3 separate regions of the Sus scrofa genome follow, and all the other regions are linked to region 3. The links are chromatin contacts, called in public HiChIP or PLAC-seq maps. All regions are on one chromosome and are shown on one strand. The core of a region is the stretch at or near the end of the contact, and the rest is flanking DNA. Distances in the headings are between cores, read along the strand shown.

The links. HiChIP or PLAC-seq counts read pairs in DNA pulled down with a chosen protein or histone mark.
Region 1: a contact with region 3 is called in an H3K27ac HiChIP or PLAC-seq map of alveolar macrophages. The contact joins the promoter of FOXP1 here to the enhancer-like site in region 3. A contact is called at or near these places in 3 of 5 promoter capture datasets (fetal liver, fetal skeletal muscle and liver), 12 of 47 Hi-C or Micro-C datasets (embryonic fibroblasts, fetal liver, fetal skeletal muscle and 7 more) and 2 of 2 datasets of contacts at active chromatin or transcription factors (alveolar macrophages and skeletal muscle).
Region 2: an H3K27ac HiChIP or PLAC-seq map of alveolar macrophages shows a contact between it and region 3. The contact joins two enhancer-like sites. A contact is called at or near these places in 1 of 47 Hi-C or Micro-C datasets (embryonic fibroblasts) and 1 of 2 datasets of contacts at active chromatin or transcription factors (alveolar macrophages).

What each region holds. Positions count from the first base shown.
Region 1 is chr13:52,972,855-52,975,989 of Sscrofa11.1, reverse strand. It overlaps FOXP1 (forkhead box protein P1), which reads left to right and starts at 1,633. Exons shown (of 21, transcript XM_021070841.1): 1 at 1,633-1,896.
Region 2 is chr13:53,048,483-53,051,664 of Sscrofa11.1, reverse strand. No RefSeq gene overlaps it. Among named protein-coding and RNA genes, the nearest start is that of FOXP1, 76 kb to the right of the region's middle. Within about 2 kb of position 1,299, at least 6 of the 83 cell types and tissues checked have an H3K27ac peak or open chromatin away from gene starts, as enhancers often do. A contact at or near this core is called in alveolar macrophages, where this site is marked.
Region 3 is chr13:52,455,725-52,459,076 of Sscrofa11.1, reverse strand. All of the region lies in intron 7 of FOXP1 (forkhead box protein P1), which reads left to right. Among named protein-coding and RNA genes, the nearest start is that of FOXP1, 520 kb to the left of the region's middle. Within about 2 kb of position 1,881, at least 67 of the 83 cell types and tissues checked have an H3K27ac peak or open chromatin away from gene starts, as enhancers often do. A contact at or near this core is called in alveolar macrophages, fetal liver, fetal skeletal muscle and 5 more, where this site is marked.

The DNA.
Region 1 (3,135 bases), core at 384-2,883, 520 kb before region 3:
TATATCCAAAAGAATTTATAGTAACCTTTTCAGAATATTTATTATATACAACTGTATTGGACTCAAGACCAAAGGGACAGTACTTGTGTCCCCCGTGCCCCCCAAGTACTTTGTAGGAATATGCAGGAGTGACTTTGGATATACATTCTCAAAAAGAGTTGCCCTGCCAATAGCTAGAAATGCTCCTTTGAAGGCTGGTGGCATCTGGGGTGGGGGTGGGGGGGGTCTGAAAAAAATTACTTTTGTTAACAGCAAAAAGAAGCCGTAGAGCCATATTTTTTTTTAAGTCACACTTGGGGAACAAAAAGTCTTCCCTGGGCTGATAAAAGTGAAAAAAATAATTGCGTCTTTTGTTTTATACATGTTTATGCATATTTCACAACATTTCATTCAGGCTCCTCATTTACTCCTTCAAATTTCTAAATTTCACCAAACTTTAAAGCGGCAAAAAGAAAAAAAAAATCTCGCTTTTTCAAATTGGACAAAGCTTTTTCCATTTGAGTGATCTCTGGGAGAGCAGGTAATTTGTGTTAAACAACTGATTGACTTGCTAGCCCCCTGGGCGTTTTCCTAAGAGAAACCTTGGCCGAGAGCACAGCTCCCTTCGCAGCCACTTTCGCCTAAAGTGGATCTAACTACACATTCCGGCAGTGACTCTGACAAGGAAGGGGGGAAAAACGTCCCGCGTTACACTCTCCTGGTGGTGGGGGGGAGGTGGACCCTCGCTGGCGGGTTTCTGTTTCCTTGCAAACAGGGGTTTGTCCTTCTGTTGAACTTTCACCTCCCGAACTCGCCTTCTTTCATTGGACAAAGTGCAGAAAGAAAGAGGAGAGACCGAGGGAGGACGGGAGAGAAGGAGAAAGGGGGTTGAAACACCACTCCGCCTCCCCCTCCTTCAACTGTCACTGATGGCAAAACACTTTCACTTTTAACTGGAGGAACCTCTTATCCCTGCCTATCCTCTCTTCTTCCTTCTGTATTTTTAGCTCAGAAACCAAGCAAATAGCCTTAGCATTCCCATCTTCGGCCCTAGTTGTTAACACTCTCTCTCTCGGCTTTTTCTCATGCCTGAATGGGCCCCCCTTTCCCCATCTTCTGAGGAATCCCCCCTCCCCCATGCCCCTTATTTTCCAGGTCTGTCTTGCCAGATCCCTCTTTTGCCAAGGACTGCTCTGGCGTGGCCTTCCCCTCTCTGGTCTGCGGGGCTCTGCCTCCTTCTTTTCCCCATCCAGTCTGGACACCCCGCACTCCCACCTCCCGGCTCCCCTGCACCTAGCCCCCAGCCCCCGCACACCCTCCCCCCTTGCTTTGGCAACTGCGATTTTTTTTTTTTTTTTTTTTGCTAGCCTTGTTGTTTACCCAGCAGGTGGATGTGACGTCAGGGACGCACAACAGCAAAAAATAACAACATCTCCCTCCGCGACGTGTTGGCCTCTCGCGCGCCTTATTTATTTATTTGTTCCGGGAGGCCAGGGGAGGTGGGTGGGGGCTAGCGCCCCAGTGGATCCGAGAAGTGGGGAATGTTAGGCAGCGCCCTGGGGCGGTTTGGGGGTGCCTGAGACGGAGAGGGGGCCTGGGCCGGAGGCCCGGGGTGGGTTAGGGAGCGCCCCCGGCCCGACGCTGCCCGCGCCTCTGCCGCCGCCGCCGCCGCTGGCTGGGCTCCGGGAAGCTAGTCCGGAGCGGAGGAATCTATTGTTATTTATTGTGTGGCGGCTGAATGCTGTACTCGCGGCGGCCCGGCCCTCGCCCGGGAGTGCGTGTGTGCGCGCGTGTGTATGTGTGTGTGTGTGCGTGTGCGCGAGTGTGTGTGCGGGGTGCGCGCGCGGGCGGGAGTGGGCGCGCGCGGGGAAAGGCCCGAAAACACCTTAGTTTGCACCGAGAGACCATTTGCAGCGGGTGAGTTTGTATTTTTCCATTTCTGCTCCACTTTTTCCCAAGCCGCCTCCCGCCTTGTTTCCGACTACTTTAAACAACAACAAAAACCAGCACAAAAAAAAAAAAAAAAGAAAAAAAGAAAGAAAAAGAAAAAAGAAAAGAAAAAAAAAGAAAAAGAAAAAAGGAAAAAAATACTTTTCATCTCCAGGCTCCACGTGCATCTCCCCTAGCCCTCCCCAGAGGCAGCCTCTCTCTCCCCCGCGTTGGGCCGGAGCTCAGGGGTGGGTGGGGGCTGCGCGCCGGCGCGGGCGTGGAGAGGACTCCGGTGGCGCCCGTACTCTTGGGTGCATTTCCATAAGTCAAAAGGGGTTGCGGGGGAGGGGGGACGGTGGCGGCGGCAGCGGCAGGGAGGAGGCGATCTCGCTTTCCCTTCGGCCCCTTCACGCCTCGTTCTGCGCTTTCCACAGTCGCCGCGGGGAGAGAAATCGATAAGCCCAGGCCGCCCGGCGCAACTTTCGGTGTCTAGCGTCGGGGTGCCTTCCGAGGAGCATGGCGAGCGCTGGGCCCGGGGTCGGGTCAGTTGCGGGAGGGGAGGCGCGCCGAGCGCCTTTGGAGCCCAAAGTTTGGACTTGGAGCAAACTTTTTCCCTTCGCTCTTCGCTAGTGTTTGCCCCCCTTGGTGCCCCCGGGGCTTCGCCGCAGAATGACTAGGGACATCTGCGCCCTAGGCCCCGCGGCTGGGGACATCCGTGGTACCACGCACGCGGTGCCCCGAACTTGGCGGCGGGGGCACTCCTCCGACGCCCGCTGGGAGCTGGGAAAACTCAGACACAAACCCGCGCACCCCCAGTTAGACACGTACCCCCACGCGCGCTTGGCCGGGCCAACCCAGCCTCCCCGCGAGGGGTCGGAGACCACGGTGGCCAACTTCGCGGGTGGGAGCTGGGAGTAGGGTGCGCTGAGGGGAGTCGCCGAGCCTGGATGCACTCCGCCGCACGCACTTTCTGGGTCTACTCCCCTCTCAAGCCTGGGGAACGGGGGGATTTCTCAAGCCTCAATTTATCCTGAGACGCGCGCGAGTCGCTGTGTCCCTTCGGCCCTGTCCTGGAGGCTGATGGCTCATGGCTCTCCGTCCTTCGGCTGCGCGCCGCCTTTCTCCCAAGCTCCCCTCGCTACATTCCTGCCCCGAAGAGAGGACTCAGCTGAGCCGGCAAGCCGGGCGTGCGTGCGCTTCGGGTGGGGACCGCGGTGGCGGCTCCGG
Region 2 (3,182 bases), core at 50-2,549, 590 kb before region 3:
CAGTCTTGACCATGAGTCCCATTTGTACACAATATAAATTTGATAAACTGGACTGCTTTTGGAAATGATCTTCCTCCTCTGGAAGGAAATATGCTCTCCCTTATCTAAATTGAAGACTCGTTTGGCTGCCCAGAGGTTAAGGTGCACTCACTATAGTTTGACCAATTCATGAATAGTGCCACACAATGTGAGTTTTTTACCATCTCCATTTGACCTTCCTTCAGCATGTTATGTCTTATATATACTCCCAATGATAAAATGGAAGAAGACGAGTTCATGGCCTCTGAATATATTTAAAGCCCTTTTTATTGCACTAATTATTTCCTGAGCAAGTGCTAAATAGCTGTGAAACTTGGCCAAATAAAAATAACCCATACGGCCGAGAGTCAACAAATTAGTAAAAGATTATGTTGTACACCAAGCCATGATAGCAGGAAAAGTCAAGGTTAAATTTTCTGCTAATAGTGGTCATCAGCAGCACCTAATAGGGCCATGGTAACTTAAAAATAGTTTAAAATGGGACACATTACTGAAATAGGGTTTTACATGATAGATACGGTTCAGTCAAAAACCCCAAGGCAAGTGAACTTGTTCTGTCTATTGGAAAAGATTTCAAGCTCTCAGTTTTGTGATGGAATTCATTAGAAAATGCTGTTGGTACATTATCAGAGATGTGCTAGGTTTTTCATTGGCCTTCACTAAACATGCAAGTTCCTTTTATCTTGTGAACCCTCCGACACAGAAATTAAAGCATTAATTTTGTTCCTTAAGTCTCTTCATGATACAATAGCAATGAAAATGCTTTTTTTTTTTTTTTTTTTCCTATCATCCCTGAGGACAGATGAAGACTCAGGTACCCCAAGGAAGTTGATATCTGGTGGAGGGTAGTGATACAACATAGTACCAGGTTAAGAAGTGTTTTGTGGACTCCATCCTGAGTATATTGTTCCACTCTCAAGATGAAATGTGGAGAAATACTGCTTCCTGTCTCCTCTGAATTCATGAGGAAGGTCCAAACCCAATGATGAAATTTGGGGGAGGAAGTGAATTTGTCGTTCCCTGTACAATGAGAGTTGTATAACCAGGCTTTTAAATGGAATAGGTTCTCTCTTTTCAAAGTGGGCAAATGTATCCTAGTTTTCAAAGTTCAGATTCCAACTCAAGTGACTAGAAATCCTCACGTGTCCTCCAGAAACGGTTTGGTTTCTTGAAATATGACTAATGGCATGTTCAGATAATTTCGTAACCGCCATCACCACCACTGTGCATTGAGAAGGCACGATGACTGAGCAAAAACACCATGCGTTTTCACTTCCCAATGAAACACTGACACCAGGGTGTATGTGTGAGTGAACTCTTGCCCGTCTTCCACTGCTCTATTTTGAGTTTGAGTTTAGGCTAAAGACGCCATTGCAGTTCAAATGGAGGGCTGTAGCCATGGCACTCGTGGATGGCTAACCTATAGTTAATCATACAGATGATGAAATAAGTGTCTAGAGAATGAAATAAACAAATGAGGCTTTTAAAATCTTCCCACACCAAGTTTATACCCCCACATTTCTACACTTAGGGCTACAAAACCGGCAAAGATGATTCCAATGTTACCACACAAGGACAAATTCCAGTATCACCCACACCCCAGTTATGAATTGCACACCACATTGCCATGTCCAAAGGTTGCTGCACACTTAGGATCCGAAGCATATAACTGAGAGATCAAGATCTGGCACTTGAAGATGATTCTATGTAGAAAACATTTGTCAGCTGAAGATAAATCACTGTCTGCATCCCATCTTGTTAGCCGTCATTTTACCTCTTTGCACAACCACATTTTTCTTTTCTTTTTTTTATTGTTTTTTTTTCCCCTGTAAATCATAGAGACCCAGCTACACATACATGTATACATAATTTTTTCTCCCATTGTGGTGCTGCGAAGTAAGTATCTAGACATAGTTCTCAGCGCTACACACACAACCACATTTTTCTTCAAACAGAACCAGGGTAATGTAAGTGGAAGTTGGCAATTTCAAAATACTTCAAGTGCCTGGTTTTAGACAGAACCTCTTTGGCTTTTCAAGCTCATTGATCCTTGCTCTGCCACACCACATCTGATCATGTCACTGCCGTTCTGTTTATGCAACATAGCATGGTGTCAAGTGGTACCGGATTCTGGCACCATCATCAGCCAAAGAGATCACAAATCAAACACTGGTTCTGAAAACTGCAGGTGTGATGCCAGTGTATTTTGAAATTTGTTCCATCGCTATTTTCCCCCAAGAAATAGAGGTGTTGATATTAAAGGCTTATTATCCTTTTGAAATGTCTTAGTCAAAGAAACACAGTGCCCCCAACCTGGAGGGCAATGAGTTCAGTTATTCAAGTAAACAATGATTACTTGATGTCACTAATTCTGACACCATAGTCATGTTCCAGGCTGCACAAGTGTGAGAGAAATAAAGTGAAACATTCAGTTCAAAAAATGGGAGTTGTGTGCTGGCTGTACCATATACTGAGGACTCCCCTGTTAATGTCGCTACCTCTCATTTCTCCCTTTCACCCCAGAATCAGCGAGTCTGACCTGCCAATATCTTCAGGGGAATGTCCGGTAGGCATCTTACATGTAAGTGTCCACTAGAGAGGAAGGTAGACCAGACGGGACCAGGGCCTGGGAGGAGGCAAAATGGGAGTTTAGTGTTTAATGGGTACAGAGTTTGTGTTGGGAAGGATGGAAAAGTTTGAGAAGCAGATAGTGGTGGTGGTCACGACATTGTGAATGTACTTGATGCCACTCAATTATGAATGAAATCGTAAGTTTTATGTTTATGTATTTTTTAAAACAAATTTTATTGGCATGTAGGTGACTCACAATATTGTGTTAATTTTAAGTGTACAGCAAACTGAATCAGCCATACCTATATACGTATATAAATCTTCATTCTTTTTCAGAGTCTTTCCCTATATAGGCTGTAACAGAGCACTGAATAAGTTTTCCTGAGCTGTATGGTAGCTCCTTCTTACCAATCAGTTTGGTATATACTAGTGTGTATATGCCAATCCCAACTTCCCAATCCATCCCCCACCCCCAGCATTTCCCCTTTGGTAACTGTAGGTTTTGTCTCAGAATCTTTGAGTCTGTTACTGTTTTGTGAATAAGTCCTTTTTTGTCAATTTTTGTTAGATTA
Region 3 (3,352 bases), core at 632-3,131:
CTGACCTGCACAGGACATAGGCCAACTTGTAAAAGCATGCTCCAGTTTTATGGATGCCTCTTGAAGAACTTGTCTTTTCAAAAGAACGAATTGCTTATTCACAGGGCACCCTGATGTCGTTCACAGACATTAAATCTCTAACGAATTTTAATACCTTTGAAAAAAAATCGCATGTGGATTTTGAAATGAACATTTCTACTTTCTCACTGTGCCTTGGTTGGAGAGAACTTCCTATATTTTTATTTCCTGTCTTTGGGGCCCTGCCAGCCCCTACCCGAAGGAGGCCCTTGTCTCTTTAAGAGTCAGAACTCTACTGATTCATGGTGCACTGGCAGATTTAAGGCCCCTCTCCCTCCCCCCAAAAAAGAACGCCCAGTGGTTCTCTACTAAATATTCATGAGAGGGTGGGGTCACATTTTTGTGACCTGAAAAATCCCATTAATAAATTTGTTATCTGACATAAAAACACTTTAGGGTGGAGCGCGATCTGTGCTGTGCCCATTTACCATCTGATCATAAGTTGACAGTCAACTGGCGCTTTTGTCTCCTTTGCTGCCAGATTACTGGGGGGGGTGGGGGGTGGAAATTGCCTGTTCCGCTGCTGACCTGATTGAAATTCAGGCCTTTGCTTGATTGGAAATATTATCAATATGCTTTCTGGTTTGTAGTAACCTGCATTAACAGCTCAAATGGAAAAATACTTTCCAGTAAAACTCCTGAAATGACCGGGTTAGAATCTGTTGCTTTTTTTTTTTTTTTTAATTGAGGGAAACTAGGTAATCACTGATGTCACCACTACTCCTTTTCCTCATATATTTTGAGGAAAAATGTAAAAATGTTAGAGTTTTGTTGTTGTTTTTAAGGATGGGCCAAAAAAGTTTTTCTGTAAATTGATGGTAGATTAGAGAGGTGATTTCTAGAACTGCCGAAAATGATGAAATTAACCTGGCACTTAAATCATGCCAGTTGAGCCAACAAAGTTTAGCATATTGGTGACTTTTTTTTTCCACACTGTACTCTGTTTTAAATAGCATTAAAGAGCAGTAACTATTTCTGATAGAGGTCATCTTAAAGTGCTCAGTGAGAGTAGCCTGTGTTGTTGCTGTTGTTGTATAAATAAGAAAGGAATTTAGAGAATTATTTCTTAGCGAACGAGTGGCAGATGCTTTCTTCAGCAGCTGTCGTTCTAGAGGGGAAGTAGCTTGGTTCAGCGACGAGGCACGTTGGTGGTTATTTATTTCAACCCCTGTGTCGGGTTAGTTTCCCTCCGCGCGCACAAGCACACTCTGGCGAAGCCGACTCTTGGAAAGAAAGGGGGCGGGGGGAATCAAAGAGGCTGAGGCTTGGTTAAACCAGGGACGTGAAGCGAAAGTTCTCCCGCAAAGGCCGTTTTCGAGGAAGTTCTCCTGTGCTGTCTTTGAGCCCCGCATCCCCTTCCGATTCTAAACAGTTGCTCCAAGCAGTCAGGGCGTGCGCCGGGCGCGCCGGTTCCCCTGCTTTGCCGCTCGGGTTGTTCTGAAAGGCTGGGACAACTCTTTGTCAGTTTCCAAGAGGAAACAAACACGCCACCCCACCAAAAAGCCCCGACCCGGCAGCCCCGGCTGGAGGGAGAGATGCGCGCCGCGCCCGGCTTCCCAGACGTCAGCCAGAGGCGGGTCAAAGGGTTAACAGCAATTAAGCAGAGTTGCTCCCGAAACAAAAGCAGGGTCTCCGCCGAGCGCGATTTCACCTGCCGCGCGGAGGGGGCCGGGGGCGCGGGCGCGGGGCGCGGGCCGCGGAGCCCATTGTGTGGGGCGCGGCGCGGCGCGGCGCGGGGTGTTTAGAGGCGGGTTGTGATTGGTGGAGCAGGGCGGGGCGGGTGGGCGCGGCGCGGTGCGTCTTGTCAGCCCGCGAGCCGGAGCGCCCCTGCGCGCGTGCAGTCCGCCTGCACGCCGAGGCCGCCGGACCCCACGCCCGGCCCGCGCGGGCGCCCCGAGCCGGCTCCCCGCGCCTGGCGGCTACATGGAGAGTGTCAGGTTGGTCCCCATGATTGATCTTTGCCGTTCTGCTCTCCTTCCCCGGGCTCCGCGGTGCCAGCTTCCTGGGGCCTCGCTGGGGAAGGCAGGAGCGCCCGAGGGTTTCTAAGTTGAGTCTTTCGGAAAAAATAATAATAACAATCGCTGTTTACCAACTTGGGTGGGAGTTGTGCTCTGGAAGTGGAGGCGGGGGAGGGGGTGGAGGGGTGGGAAGAAGCAGCTCCAGGCCTGTGGGTCCTGGAAGAGAGAGATTTTACCCCCCTTTCTCTCTCGCTCTCCCTTTTTTTAAATGTTCATGGGTGGGGTGTAGTTGAGAGTTGGAGGAAGTCCTGCTTGTGTTTTGCTCTCGCGCTCTCGCTCGTTCTCTTTTTCTCGTTCGCGATTCTTTTTCTGCCGGTCTGGCCTTCAGGCAGCCACTTTGGTAAAGCCCTCGCCATCACTCCATTCGGGGGACGTATCTGGGGTGTGATTTATGTCACTTTTCAGAGCGTGTGAAATATACAAGGAGCCTTCCGTCTCAGCGTAACCCGGGTGGATGTTTCTTTGCTTCTGATAGTTTGTTTCTATATCTGTCTAGGCTATTTTCAGCTTAGCTGTTCAAATTCAAGGAGTTCATACACAGTTAAGGGTGGAGGGAGACGAATAGAGCCCCGTACCAAGACGGCCAGACCGGCGGAAGGACACTTAGGCAGGTTGAGGAGCCTTAGCCTCTGTTGCAGTACTTTGCTGGTTAATTAAGTAGTGAGTGGGGTTTGGGTAGGACGCGAAGCCGACTGAGGAATTGCTACGGGGTACTCCCATCCGAACCGGCTCTGAATGTAGCTAACTCAACTGTCAGATCTGCCTGAAAGAGGGTCGGTCGTGGAAACAGACTTTCTCCCCCCACCACCCCCCTCAAGTGTCGTGATGGGAAGGAGGGGATCTTTAGGAAGTGGGTGGTAAAGTTTTAGAGCAAAGTACATATAGACTCTTCCTCTTTGGGATTAACTCCTTCAAGGCCTGCCGGTTAGGAGTGAAATATCTAATAATTTTATATTCTTGTCCACACAGACCAAATGTTCTAATCAAGCCAATTTAAAAATGCAAATCACCTAATTTCCATAGATTCCAACATTTTGAAAGTGACACATTTGGGGGAAAAATTAAGCCTGATAACAGGAAATGTGAATCATACTATCAATGACTAATCTGCTTAAGAAAAAAAAAATAAGTTACATTTATTTTATTAGGAAGTCAGTGTTAAAGAAGCCATTTTTTTTTAACTTTAAATCAAGTGTCCCTTTCTTTTTTTTTAAGAAGTGGCCTTTTTTCTTTTCTTTTTTCTTTTTTGCTTTTTG